Linked DNA regions of Mus musculus: all the other regions are linked to region 2. A link is a contact called in public Hi-C and promoter capture Hi-C data. All regions are on one chromosome and are shown on one strand. The core of a region is the stretch at or near the end of the contact, and the rest is flanking DNA. Distances in the headings are between cores, read along the strand shown.

Region 1 (4,248 bases), core at 1,224-3,723, 110 kb before region 2:
AGTCCAAGGATATAATATTGCTCTTCTCCCGATTTCTGTTAATAGAGCCATTGTGAGTACAGCTGAGTCTAGGAACTGAAAACCCAGCTGCGGTTATTAGGCACACCAGCAGCAAGCTGAAAGACACACTCCCTGTCACAGCCCAAGTGAACCATGCAGTAAAGGTCACCTAAAAGTTCCTTTGCACTTGACTCTTCTGAGACATACTTGCACTTGCAGTCAGTCAGTCATTCACCTGGGCTCAGCTCATTGCTCTTAGGTTTCATTGTGCAAGTGTGTTCATGGACTACATTGTTCACAGGACTCCATTTTGGATGCTTCCTCTGTAAGTGCTGCACAGCTCTGTCCCTTTGCCAATATTATCTGTTCTGGGACCAAGGAGCTTCCTGCTTCCTGCTCATGCCCTCATTCTGGTGGCTCAAGCTGTCCAATCAGTTATTTTGATTTATTGTTTTTCTGATATGATCATTATCCTTACATTCCACTGAGAGGTTACCAGGGTCTATAGTAGTCTGGGTGTGATTTTTACATCTGAATCTTTGCTTAACTGCTTTCAGCCATCGCCTTTGCCATTGAGAAGTCTGATTGACATTTGACCCTAGATCTATACTCCTTCTCTTGTCCTGAACTCACCCCTGACTCTGAGGGACTTGTTTCTCTAAGGCAGCACCTGTGGCCCCCTTCTGAGCTCCTCTTCCCATACTAACACAGAAACTTCCTCCAGCAACTTTCTCACGCCAAGCTAACTAGCCAGGGTGGCCAAAATGGCCAGCTCTGGGTTCACTGAGAGACCCTGCCTGAAAATATAAGGTGGAGAAAGCATAATAAAAAAAGATGCCAGGCACCACACACGTATATACACACATATGTACATACACATACCCACTCAAGGAAACACACATGATATGCAAAACAGTTAAATTAAAAAATAAAATACTATAATATTTGATATAACCAATCTACATCTCCCTGTATTTTTCAAATCATCTATAAATAACCTACATTACACTATACAATGTAAATGCCAAATAAACCACCCTTTATACCATACTATTTAGAGCAGAAAAGGAAAAACAGTTTAGCCACGTTTGAATTGGAGTCTCATCGTTGTGTCATCCAGGTTGACCTCCCACTCTTATCTTCCTGACTCTGTCTCTTGGATGCTGGCTTACCTACAGAACACCTAGCTTCTCCAAAGTAGTTTTTATCTGCTGTTGGTTTATATCTGCTGAGTCTGGTTGACTAAGTGTGAAATCCATGGAAGAAGACACAGGGATCCAAGCGAACATGCTTTAGGGAACAAAGTGTGAACCATACACCCTCTCTGTGTGACAACAGAAGCCATAGTGGGTACAGATACTCAGGGTAGTTCTCAAACACAAACAGCAGTCATTTCCTGTAACCACATTCACATTACTGGGCCCCAGCACGGCTCACAGGACCTTAACACAAATGTTATTTGATAGTCGGACCCTCCACACACAAACCACACGAGGAAGTGGGCAGCCTCAGGTACAATGCTCTCACAAGCAGCTGTTTCCCACATACCCTAAAAACGGTGTAAAAGAGCCAAACCTCATCTAGCTTCCTGACAGCACATGAATGCTAGATTTCCATACTTCCGATTCTCAAAATGGATTCAAGGTAAGAAGGAGGAACAGTAAGCCTGGGGCTCTGGGGCTGAGCAAGCAGAAGAACAGGCTCAGGGTCCACCAACAAAACAAAGGAAGGGAGGAAAACCTGAGCTTTCATCTGACACACAAACTTTATCAAAACTTCGCCTATGTCCCACAGACATCAAATCTTGCAGGATTCCACCACCATTGCCACGAGTGTGATAAAACAATAACAAACAAGAGAACAACAAAAACAAACAAAGGACAAAACTGGACAAATCCTGGGGTATTGATCCAAGCTTAAAGGCACTAAGGGTATGGGCAACCCCCTGAGAACAGCCCAACCCCGTCTCTAAGACGCAGGCTCACTCAGCCAATAAGAGGCCACAAGGGTGGCAAAGCCTGCCGCCCTGGACAGACTAGGTCCCTCTTGGTTTTGATACCTCTTCGTACCAATCCCTGCAGGATTCTTATGTCATGCCCATTCCATGCGCCAAGTTAGCTCCTCCCATCCAGGTCCCACAACCCCAGCACCCTACCCCACCATCTTCAGCCAGCTCGTAGCAGAGCTTACCTGGAACCCCAGGTTCAGGCTGTCAGCAAGCAGAATCTAGAGAAGGAAGAGCCTGTGCTCTGGCCTCAAATAGCTGCAGGGCGCAGCGTGGGGAGGTCCCAGAGTCAGGAAGTCCCAGGGGAGGTGTCAGAGGGGCTGTGGGCTGTCCGGGTGAAAAGGAAAAGAAACGGAAAAGCAGGATCGCTGCACTTTGACCATTGCCTGCAGTCGGGTTCAGCAGCTAGCTGCAGACTGGTCTAGTTAAATCAGGAATCCTCGCTAGCACTGTTTGTTTGCTATGACTACCTACTTCAGAAAACCAAGGGATTTAACCAAACCGCTTGGATGAAGCAATTAGAAGGGTGTCCACTAGGGGGCATGCAACGCCCGCCCCCCCCCCCCTCTTCCTCTTCTCTTCTTTCCCCCTCCTCCTCTCTCCCTGTCTTCCTCCCTCTGTGGGAGGGTGTGTTCCACACTACATGAGTGTTATGGCCTCAATGACTAAAATGTGCTAACTCTCAATGGGAATAAATGAGACAGCATTAAACAGAAATGTTGGGAGTTCCTTTCAGGGTTATAACCAGGGTCCAAGTTTTTGCCGAGTATGCACAGAAAACCACAGAAGCCTCCCTTGTAATTACTGTGTCCAAGACTCCACTACTGTCCCAGCCCTCAGGTACTGACATTTTATATAAATGGCAGAAAAACTCTAACATCTCACATCTCTCCTATCGAGCAAAAAGACCCGGTGGAGAGAATGCTGGCCAGGTTTAAGAGACTGGTCAGCTCTGGAGACCTCAGATTCTTTTCTGCCTTCTTCACTCTCACACCAGGACAAGGATCCCCAACATTGACCTTTCTGACATTTGAGTTAGGTGTGTCTCGGCTGTGTCTAAGCTGTAGCACCTTATAGAATGTTCAGCACCACACTGGCCTTTCTAGGTGTCATAACAGACCAGGCCACCACACCAGCTGTGAGATGTGACTCTTGACATACAGAAACACAAAGGAATGCTTCATTTAGCCTCTGCATTCTTTCCAGTGCAGCTTTATTGCTCTGGCTTATCCTTCTGGCCCACCCTTTTTCAAACTACAGGGCACATAGCCTCTGTACCTGTGCACATTAGGGTTCTTCTGTATAACTAACTTCCGGTTTATCATCAACAGGGAGCATTATTTCGGTTCTCTACCACAGATCTACAAGTCGTTACTTTAAAATGTTTGGGTGACCTCTCTAAAAAGATTGCACAGAATTCTCTCTTATCTCCTTTTCTGGCTTCTCTGAATTCCTTTGTGTGTATCTTGATAGATGTTTTGACTTTAAACCATTTCAAGGGTTGTCATAACTAGCATACAGCTAAGCTCCCGTCCATGTTAATTCACACAGAGTCATCCAGCTGGGGTATCAGTGTGTGCATTCCAATTAAATGAGTCCTGAGATGGAAAAATACCCTGGAGTGAATCCAGATTCTTAAAAGGATAAATACACGGAACGTTTGGTTAGTTGTGGAATCCATCCTCATAAGGACGGTACCTGATGGCGATTCTCTGCAGAGTCCAATTCCAGCCAGTCTTCTGGGTCTTTTGCCAAACTTATGTATGTACGTCCTGAGAAAAATCCATATTTTTGTTGTCTTGTTTTGAAATAAAGTCTCACTATATAGCCTATACAGGCCTCAAACTCTGACTTTCTGCCTCCACTGTTGATAGTCACGAGCCCTCATGCACACATGTAAAATCCGGCTTTTACAAGAATTCTTCTGCTAGCCAACCCAAACTCTTCCTCTTCTATACCTGATCAGTCTTGATATCTGACCACCAGCAACCATGTCACCCAGACAGCATCTGATCACCCTGGCTTGTCTTCAGCAGGGGTGAGAATGCCAGTCACTTGCAGTGTTTGCTCCTAGTATTTTTTTTTAACCTACCATCACCTGCCTGCTCTTTGGCTGTAGATTACATGATGTTCATACTGTGCCAAGAACTGAGCCTCAATCTCTGTCTCCCATTACACTACCCCATTGTTGATCCTGATGATTGTTAGTAATGGTTTCCATATTACAATCTCTTAGAAAGTTA
Region 2 (4,420 bases), core at 595-3,094:
TGTGAGGTGGTGCAGTGTGGCACATTCTCCTGGATTTAAAGGGATGGCTTTATGAGGTAAGTCCTAGGCAGCCATGGAGTCACCAGAGAGTGCTGCTTCTTGGAGCCTGGGGTTGTAACACTGCGAAGTTCCCACCAGGAAGATGTTTCGAGGAATTAAAGAGGGGTTCTTTTCCAAGATTCCTGATCAGCAGAGCATTATTACAGACTTCAGCAGCCTGGGAAAGCCACAAGCACTGGACTCAGCCCATGAGGGCTGCTGCGTCATCGACATCTGGTGGTTATGGGGTTGAAGTCCACCAGAGCCTTGGACATCCATGACCCTGCCCTGTCTGACTGTAGAAACAGGGAGGTGTAATGGTGGTATTCAAGCCTCAAGTTGTCCCAGTGCTTGTAATGCTGGACTTTGAAAGTCTGTAGGACCTACCACTTTTTCCTTGTCACTGATTTTTTTAAAAAGGAAATTCTGTTCTAAGCTGGTCCCATTTTATTTCAGAAGAAACTAACTTATTTGACTCCACGGGCTCACTGGGGATATTTTGAATTTCATTTCTGATTCTGGTAATACTAGAATAACGTTGAGCTACATGGATGAATATATTTTGTATGTGAAAAGGACTATGTCCATTTATGTTGTTATAGTAAAACATTTGTGGCTTGATAATTATGAATTCTCCATGTTCAAGACTCAGCATCTGAACTAGCCTTCATCTAGACAAGGTCCCAGAAAGTGTAAGGCATCAAGGTATCATAGGGGGGAAAAAAGGAGCGCAGATCTATCTCTTCTGATCTTCTCATCTCTCCTTCTCTTATTAAAGCTTGGAGTCATAGTCCTTAAGAGCTGGGGCGTGCTCGCCACCTAGTGGTCATGAAGATGATATTCTGGAATTCAGTCAGGCGTCCCCACCCTGAGAACCCTGTGTAATCTTAATCACTTCTCAAAGTCCTCACCTCCCAAACACCACACACGAAGTTTCTATCTTCTGATACCTCACAATAGGCATTATATCCAACACGGGAGTGCTCAAGAGACGTGCTGACCCACCTCCCCATCTTCCTTTCTCCTCTTTTAGTTCCCGAGTCTAACAAACACTAATCCATGTGTTGTGACCCTCACCTACAGTAGGATTCTTCCTTTGTCCTCTGAAGAAAGACAAGAAGCACTAAAAGTTCTGTGAATTTACAGTTCCAAACACTTCAAGGAGAATAAAGCTGAGCCCATCAAGTTAACAATGGCCTGGGCTAGTCAATTCTAATTTAAGTTGCATAGTGAGGGGATTTGTCCAAACTTTTAGTCTAATAGTGGGGAATTGTGGGTTGAGGGCTTCTCCAGCCTGGTGTGGTCCCTGAGCTAGCCTTGGCACCTGAAAGGCAGAGAAGACAAGGATCACCTATTGCTTGTAACTGGCAATCTGGGACCTTATCCAAAGGACCCCAAAGATATTTCTCCATCCCTACCTACATACCGCACAGAAAGGATTCCTTTTGATTTTACAGCGTTTCAGTGGAATTCAAGAAGGTATCTTTTGACCTGGAAGAAAGGACATTTATTTATTCTCTTGGCCATTTGCAGCTGAGGAAGAAATAACTTACCAGATCTCTGCTTAAAGAAATAATAATAATAATAATAATAATAATAATAATAATAATAATAATAAAAAGGCCTGCAACTGAGGAAAGTAAAGTCCCCTTGAGAGTGGCCACAATCTTCTGCTTTTATTTTGACAGCCCTCCAAGGTCGGGTTTTAAACACTCAGCCAAGAAAAGGCGCCTCCACCCAGCTTGGGCTTGCCAGGAAGACACGCCCCTTCTGCATGCTATAAAGGCAACAGCTGGCTCTGAGCACTTCATCCTAGCTGTAAGTGGAGCCAGACCTGCTAAGCAAGAGGTAAGATTCTCAGGGGTCATAGCAAGGAGGGAGGAAGCTGGCACCTCTTCCAGGAACCAGCACGTTCCTGGTACCTCACCCTCACCCAAGATGTAACCAGAAAATGCTCTGTGGATCCCCAACTGCACCCTACTCCAGGCCGCGGGCCCGAGGGAGGAAGGTGATCCTAGTTTTTCTTTCCCTCGGCTTTCTTTTTGAACCTTGATCTGGGAGACAGTGCCCTGAGCTTCATACGGTCAATCCTGGCTGCAGGGAGGCTGGGAGGGAAGGAAGCTGGTGAGATCCTAGATCCTCAACAATGAGAACTCCATGTGGCCCGGGTAGCTAAACAGCCAGGGACACACATTTGTGATTAGCCTGTACTTGGACAAACTGGAGCTCTGAGTTTGGGACCCAGCTGGATTAGCAGATGAGCCTCAAGCAGGGCTTGCTTACCCACTGCAGGAATCAGCTTGTTTGCAAAAGGGACACAGAGGAGTGTTCCTCTTCCCTGTCACCCACATCTTACTTATTTGAGTGGCATTCTCAAATTCGCATATTTCACTCCAGCTGAGACTTCAGCCTTGATCTCAGGCATGGAGAACTGAAGTAGTATGCTTGCCCTCTTAGGAAAAACAGGATGAGGTAGGAATTCCAAACTGTAGGGTCCTAGGGGTGGATGTCAGAGCTGAGGTAGGTAGTGTTGCTGGTGTTGTAGCTGGCAGTGCTGATCTCCCCTCTTTTGCAGACTTCACCATGGAGCAGCTGAGTTCAGCCAACACCCTCTTCGCCTTGGAGCTGTTCCAAACCCTGAATGAAAGCAGCCCCACAGGAAACATCTTCTTCTCTCCCTTCAGCATTTCTTCTGCCTTGGCCATGGTCATTCTGGGGGCCAAAGGCAGCACTGCAGCTCAGCTTTCTAAGGTTAGCAAAAGCCAAACTGGCCAGCTCTCCCTGCCATCTCCATGCTTGTTAGATGGTACAGTCAGACTTTCAGAGAGCCACACCCCCAAAACAGTCAGTTCTTCATTCACTACCAACTTTAAGTGAGATTAGGGCAGAGTCTCTGTTCAGTTGGGGACACAAAGTGAAGAAAGACAATGACACTACCTGTGGGTTTGGTTCTCCCATTCACAAGAGTGAATCACAGGCTTTCAGGTAAGCTAGCCCTGCACCTCCCCAGAGCTAGCTGTTTCCTGTTTTCCTTTTGCACTGATAACCACTACTCATAAATCATGCCAGTAATAGGGTCACCTTCAGGCATGACAAATATAAGAACATGCTACAGGAAGAGAGCTTGGTGGTGGTGGTTTTTTTATGGGGACAAAAGGTAAAGACAGCCACCTGTCTATGTTCCCAGGGTTAGCCCTGTGCCTCTCTCCAGCCTGATTTCACTGGCTGTGGCTCTGCAGGAGGAGGGATTGTAAAGTCCCTGTGGCCTGTTGGACAGGTCCTACCTCCTCTCAGTCCACCCCTGGGAGACAGCAGGTCACCTTTGCATCTCTCCCCACAGCTGCCTAGTCTTCCTTAATGGGTATGAAGGGCACTTCTGCTCTTGGTGTTCCTTAATTCTGAGAGGGGAATTCTGCCACCTTTGGAAATCATGACAGGAGTGGGTAAAGTGTTTCCTAACTGCACCTGCTGCTAGGTGCTTCTCGCAGGTTATGTCTGCTTCAGCATTAAGGCTTTTTACAGCTGACAGCATCAGGAAACAGTATACTGTCTCAAGGCCTTTCCCTCCCCATTTCAGTCTCGTAGGTGTGTCCATGTAGCAATCTAGTAAGCGGAGCTCAGAGAGTAGCATGGACTCTGGACCCTGTGTGCTTTTGTCCTTTGTGTCCTAGAAGCAAGTAATGAGGCCAGACCTCACACAACCATAAAAGGCCTGTTGATTTACAACTAGCAGAAGAGGAAGTAAACTCTCACCAGAATAAACTTAAGGAAGTTATTTCTCTAGAGAATGAGTTGTGGACCGTAATAAGATAAGCATTGAGAAAGAAGGTCTCAGTCACTCCCACGTTTTGGGTCTCACAACAGGAATGTGTCTTATTGACACTGTTTAGTTATTTCTGAGATTTAAAAAAAATTTTTTAACAAACTTGTATATGGCACAGTATATAAACTTGAATATACCATTTGAATCTTTATGGAAAAAATTTTGACATAAATATTTAACTTGTTAACCATTCACATTCGGGGAACATTTGAAAATTATTCAGAAGCTATGTTTAATGATGTCTCACAGAGCCATACATTTTTGGTTCCATTTTATTTCCTTTGCCAATGATATGTTAATAAAATATTGGGCTGGAGTTACTGGGTATCAAATAAAAGTAATTTGGTGGATGTAGACAACAGGGAATCACTTCATAGATGATTGTATGAAGAATGATGTCTTTCCTTTAGACTTTTCATTTTGACTCTGTTGAGGACATCCATTCACGCTTCCAAAGCCTGAATGCTGAAGTGAGCAAACGTGGAGCATCTCACACTCTGAAACTTGCTAACAGACTGTATGGAGAGAAAACCTACAACTTCCTTCCTGTAAGTACCT
Region 3 (4,394 bases), core at 1,426-3,925, 82 kb after region 2:
AGGCATGAGGAACAAAGCTTAAATATACATGCAGCCTAGTGGGGCACACCTTTAATTACATTACACAGGGGGCAGAGGCAGGCAGATCTCTGAGTTGGGGTTCATCGCAAGATACCCTGTCTCAAAGTAAAAAGTTTATAGAGGAAAAAGCATGGCCTTACCAGATATACTGCTGACTGTTGCACAGGTCCCCAGGATGCCTGCACACCTTTGTCAGTTCTTTCTGTCCACAGATGGCTTTTCACGTGACACAGACATAATGCTCACGAACACTGGGTTTTTCTGCACGGGGCTCACAAAAAATGGTGGAGGTGCTTACTATTGCTCCTTGCCCCTATATGGAGTACTTATTATGTGGGGGAGACAGCTTTCTAAACCTGGTCATTGGTGGAAACCACTTTCTGAAAGCAGCCAGTGTTTAGTAGGAATCTTTGGTGGGCACCCAGGCCTTCCCTTCTTTGTCTCAGAGGCACACACTAGTATTTCCCCAGATAGCTGGGATCAGTTAATCTGCTGTGCTGGTTAGTTTTAATTGTCAGTGTGCCACAACCTAGAATCAAAGAGAATCTTAAAGAGGGGCTATCTAGATCATATTGGCCTTTAGGCATGTCCTTGGGGGATTATTTTGAATGGTAATTGCAAATGGGAGGGATTGGACCTTAGACTGTGTAGGATTGAATAAAGCTAGCAGAGGGTAAGCAGCAAACAAGCACACACTTATTTTCTTGTTTGTTCTTAACAACAGATGTGATGTGCTAGCTTTAGGTTCTTGCCTTGGCTCCTCCAGATGAGAGAGGTGACCTGGAATTTTAAACAGAGTAATTCCCTTCCTCCCCTGTGTTAGTGTATTTGCCACAACAGAAATGAAGGATGCCTGGTCACAGTCCCCATGCAGGAAGAGGACTGAGAGTGACTCCTGTGCTGGTTCTCAAAACCAGCACTGAGCATTGTCCCAAGAATAGAGTTTTCAGCCCCAACTCTTCCACCCCATGGGAGTTCTTTATGTTCTTTGAATAGCAGTGTGTACCTGTCCTTTTTTGTCATACTGGGTACTGTCTGGATAAAATAAAATAGCATGTATTCGTGGAAAGACTGTGTAAAAATGTGGGGCTCTGTAACTGTAACCAGTTCCAGAGCATTGCTTTCTTCTGCATCTGAGCCTTGGGCCATATGTAGTTTACACACAGAGATGATCATGAGCATGGAGACAGCCTCTGCCTGTGTACCGTCCCCTGGTGTTCATTTTAACAATTCTTTCAACCTCACCTAATGCTTTTCAGGGAGGGGAAAGTATGAGTTCATTTTATGGAATTAAGATATACATGCCTTTTAAAATACCTTCGTAAATCTTTAGTATTAGTCCATGGCTCGTGGCTTCACCCAGCGGGAGGTTTTGCCGCTTTTAGATTATGGTGGTGTTCTTTGTTAATATCTTCTGTGTTGTTGGGCATGTTGGTTGTAACTCAACTTCCGGTACAGCTCTATGGTTGAACGTGTGCCTACAATGCACAAGACTCTAGATTTACTTTCTGACAGACAGAACACACACACACACACACACACACACACACACACACACAGCGGAAGGACCTTGGACGCCAGCTTATCCAAATCTTTGAAAGGAGAACTCAAAACCCAAGAGCAGTGAAGCAGATTTATCCAAGATTCCTCACAAGGGAGGGACTATCTTCTCTGAACATCAGGATTTTCTTCCAACTCATCTTCTGTGCTGCCAGAGCGTTTTTTATTCAGAGTTCTTGTCTCTATTAGGGTCAACCCCACCCTCCCCACAGCTACTTCCTACATTGGATCTACAGATCAAGATCTGGCTCAGTTCACTGAGTCCTGCAGGCCCTCTTTCTCCTGAGCTCATGGTTTCTAGCTCTACACTGATTATCACCCGTGCTTTATTTCCAGGGGCTCAGCACTGCATCCAGAAATTCTCCAAATGTCTCAGCATGGGAGCTAGAAGCCTGCACAGCAGGGGGTGAGTCCGGAGACTCAGGCTGTGACAGGTGTGAGGTTAATGATCTTGTCAGTGGCTCAGGCATCAGGAAATTCTATAAAAAGAGAAATAACTCGGCTAGAAGCCAGTACTGTGTAAGCTCACATTCCAACATGTCTAACTAACTGTTAGCCTCCAGTATTTGTTTTCCACAGATGAGCAAGCTAGGCCTATTCTTATGCTTTCTACATAGGCTAATGCTTATATTAATGGAATTAAGACAAGGGTCAGACAAAAAAATGAAATATTAACACAAAATTTTAATTCATAAATATATCTAACCCACCCATAACCAGAATCTAAGTATTCATTTAAATCATTCTATATAGACTTTATATTTAAAAAACAACTATTACTAAGCTAGAAAGGTACTGTGTTGGCTCTGCTTAGATGCTAATAAAAGTTGTCAAATAATGACTCTTATTTGAAAGAGGAATACATAAAACCCACTGACAACAGCAATTTCACTTGCTTATGGTCACTGGTAGTCTCAAAAAGAGGCAGAACCTGGCAAACCAAGACTATTTCTCCTATTTCTTTAGGCATCAAACAGGGTTAGAGTCTGTGAGGTGTCTTTTCCTCTTAGTAGAGATGTTTGGTTAGGGGACCCATTCAGACGACCTGGCGGGCCTTAGTTATTTAGAATTGTAAGAACTGAAGGTGTTGGGTCACATTCTTTCTAGAATGAGTGTATCATACTATTATTATCCGTCCCCAGGGAGGGGTGCAGCCCTTGGCAGCTCACACTTTGTGCACATGTGCTGCACCCCACTTCAATTTTTATGTCCTTAGGGCTGTGTTTGCTGATTGCTTATTTAGGACCTATGCCTTTAACCTGGTTGTATTCCTTTACTATTCAGTTATTTTAAGGACAGATATAGAAATAGTCCTCACTGCATGTCAGTACTTGTTCTAAGTACTTTATAAATGGGGATGGAACTCAGGGTCTTGGCTAGCACTGTAAGGCCTTGGGCTCAGTCTCCAGCAGTGCAACAACAACTTTCTGTGACAACCTCAGGAGGCAGATCTGTCCTGATTGAGCATTAGCATTTATTTATGCTGCATGTTCCAGGCACTGTGCTAAGTACTCAGTACTTCCCACACCATGTCTCTTTCTCTCTCTCTCTCTCTCTCTCTCTCTCTCTCTCTCTGTGTGTGTGTGTGTGTGTGTGTGTGTGTGTTCGATAATTTTCACACAGTGGCCCTATGAAGCTCTCTGTCTACAGAGAAGTAAGCTAAGGTTTACTGGGACTAGAAGTTTGACCAAAGTGCTATAGCTGCATGCCCAGGATGGTATTTCTTTCTGAATGGATTCATTTGCTCAACATTTAAAACTTATATGTAGGCTTAATTGCAGGAATTTTTGTTCCAGTTTCTTTCAAAAAATGTTTCTTAGAGAAGTTTTGGGTTCATAGCAAAACCAAGAGAAAGTTACAGAACTCTGCATACACTTGCATCTCTCACAATCCAGACTGCCGAGACGACTCATGCTTTTGTTCCAACTAACAGTCCTACACTGATTCTCTATAGTTTATGGCAGGGCTCACCCCTGTACAGTCTGTGGGTTTGAACAAATATAAAATTTCATGTTTATACCATTAGAGTAATTTAGATTTTAAAAGGCCACAAAACCATTAAATATTTATATACATACAGAGTTTTCTAAGGACAATTTGTTTTATCTCACATGATCTGAAGTATTTTTCTCAATTTAATGGCTGTTTTACTTGTTTGCTTTTCAAGGACGCATAAAAAGACTGGGTAGGTTTTAAATGTCTACTTTGCCAACCTGTAAACTAAGGTTCTTGTCAGCAAACGCAAAGTAACAGCGACCTCCAGTGGAAAGAAGTTGAAAAAACTATTGTGGGCAGCAGGTGAGCTTTCAGGCTTTTTGTTTTTTCCTGGTGCTGAGAATGGAACCCAAGGCCTTTTGTGTGCTTGGCCATTGCTCTCCCACCAAGTTGCACCCCAGCTCAGCATCCTCTTTGTAGTTGTTCAAACTAACGTCAGCACTTTCTCAGTCCTGCATTAGAAAAGACACGGTATCCTGGATCTGCTTGGTGTGAGCATACAAAGTAAGGTTAGATAAACTGTGTGCTCTTAAATACTCCACTGTTTCGTCAACAGCTCCTATGAATTAAGTACTTTGTCAATCCAATAGAAGTTATAACTAGCAAATGCAACTGACGTTTCACCAAAGCTAGCTTTCTGAAGGCAGATAGCCCCCAAATATACTGCTTCTCTTTTATAGCACAACCTGACTATTACGTTTCGCTTCACCGTGGTTGTGGTGTAAAACATTTTACCTTGCAATACACATAGACATATGTATGACCACAGATTTGAAATTCACTTGGCCTCTTGCTGCCTCTATGGCAGTGAGCATGTG

What was found. Promoter capture Hi-C pulls out the DNA fragments that hold promoters and counts their contacts. Hi-C and Micro-C count contacts between places; a contact is called where the count stands out from the background.
Region 1: a promoter capture Hi-C map of liver shows a contact between it and region 2, with 4 times the contacts expected there. The contact joins the promoter of Serpinb6b here to the promoter of Serpinb1a in region 2. A contact is called at or near these places in 12 of 39 promoter capture datasets (the 3T3-L1 cell line, 3T3-L1-derived adipocytes, the C10 cell line and 6 more), 6 of 484 Hi-C or Micro-C datasets (the AML12 cell line, the C2C12 cell line, granulosa cells and 2 more), 3 of 115 datasets of contacts at active chromatin or transcription factors (effector CD8 T cells, memory CD8 T cells and pancreatic cancer cells) and 2 of 9 other capture datasets (adipose tissue and liver).
Region 3: a Hi-C map of cardiomyocytes shows a contact between it and region 2, with 2.0 times the contacts expected there. The contact joins the enhancer-like site here to the promoter of Serpinb1a in region 2. A contact is called at or near these places in 1 of 39 promoter capture datasets (liver), 11 of 484 Hi-C or Micro-C datasets (the CH12 cell line, the HL-1 cell line, cardiomyocytes and 6 more) and 2 of 9 other capture datasets (adipose tissue and liver).

The regions. Positions count from the first base shown.
Region 1 is chr13:32,963,486-32,967,733 of GRCm38.p6, reverse strand. It overlaps Serpinb6b (serine (or cysteine) peptidase inhibitor, clade B, member 6b), which reads right to left and starts at 2,473. Exons shown (of 7, transcript NM_011454.2): 1 at 2,191-2,473.
Region 2 is chr13:32,848,609-32,853,028 of GRCm38.p6, reverse strand. It overlaps Serpinb1a (serine (or cysteine) peptidase inhibitor, clade B, member 1a), which reads left to right and starts at 1,844. Exons shown (of 7, transcript NM_025429.2): 1 at 1,844-1,887; 2 at 2,615-2,790; 3 at 4,273-4,410. The coding sequence starts at 2,623.
Region 3 is chr13:32,767,747-32,772,140 of GRCm38.p6, reverse strand. The region is part of intron 2 of Mylk4 (myosin light chain kinase family, member 4); the gene reads left to right. Among named protein-coding and RNA genes, the nearest start is that of Mylk4, 14 kb to the left of the region's middle. Within about 2 kb of position 2,675, at least 7 of the 459 cell types and tissues checked have an H3K27ac peak or open chromatin away from gene starts, as enhancers often do. A contact at or near this core is called in cardiomyocytes, where this site is marked.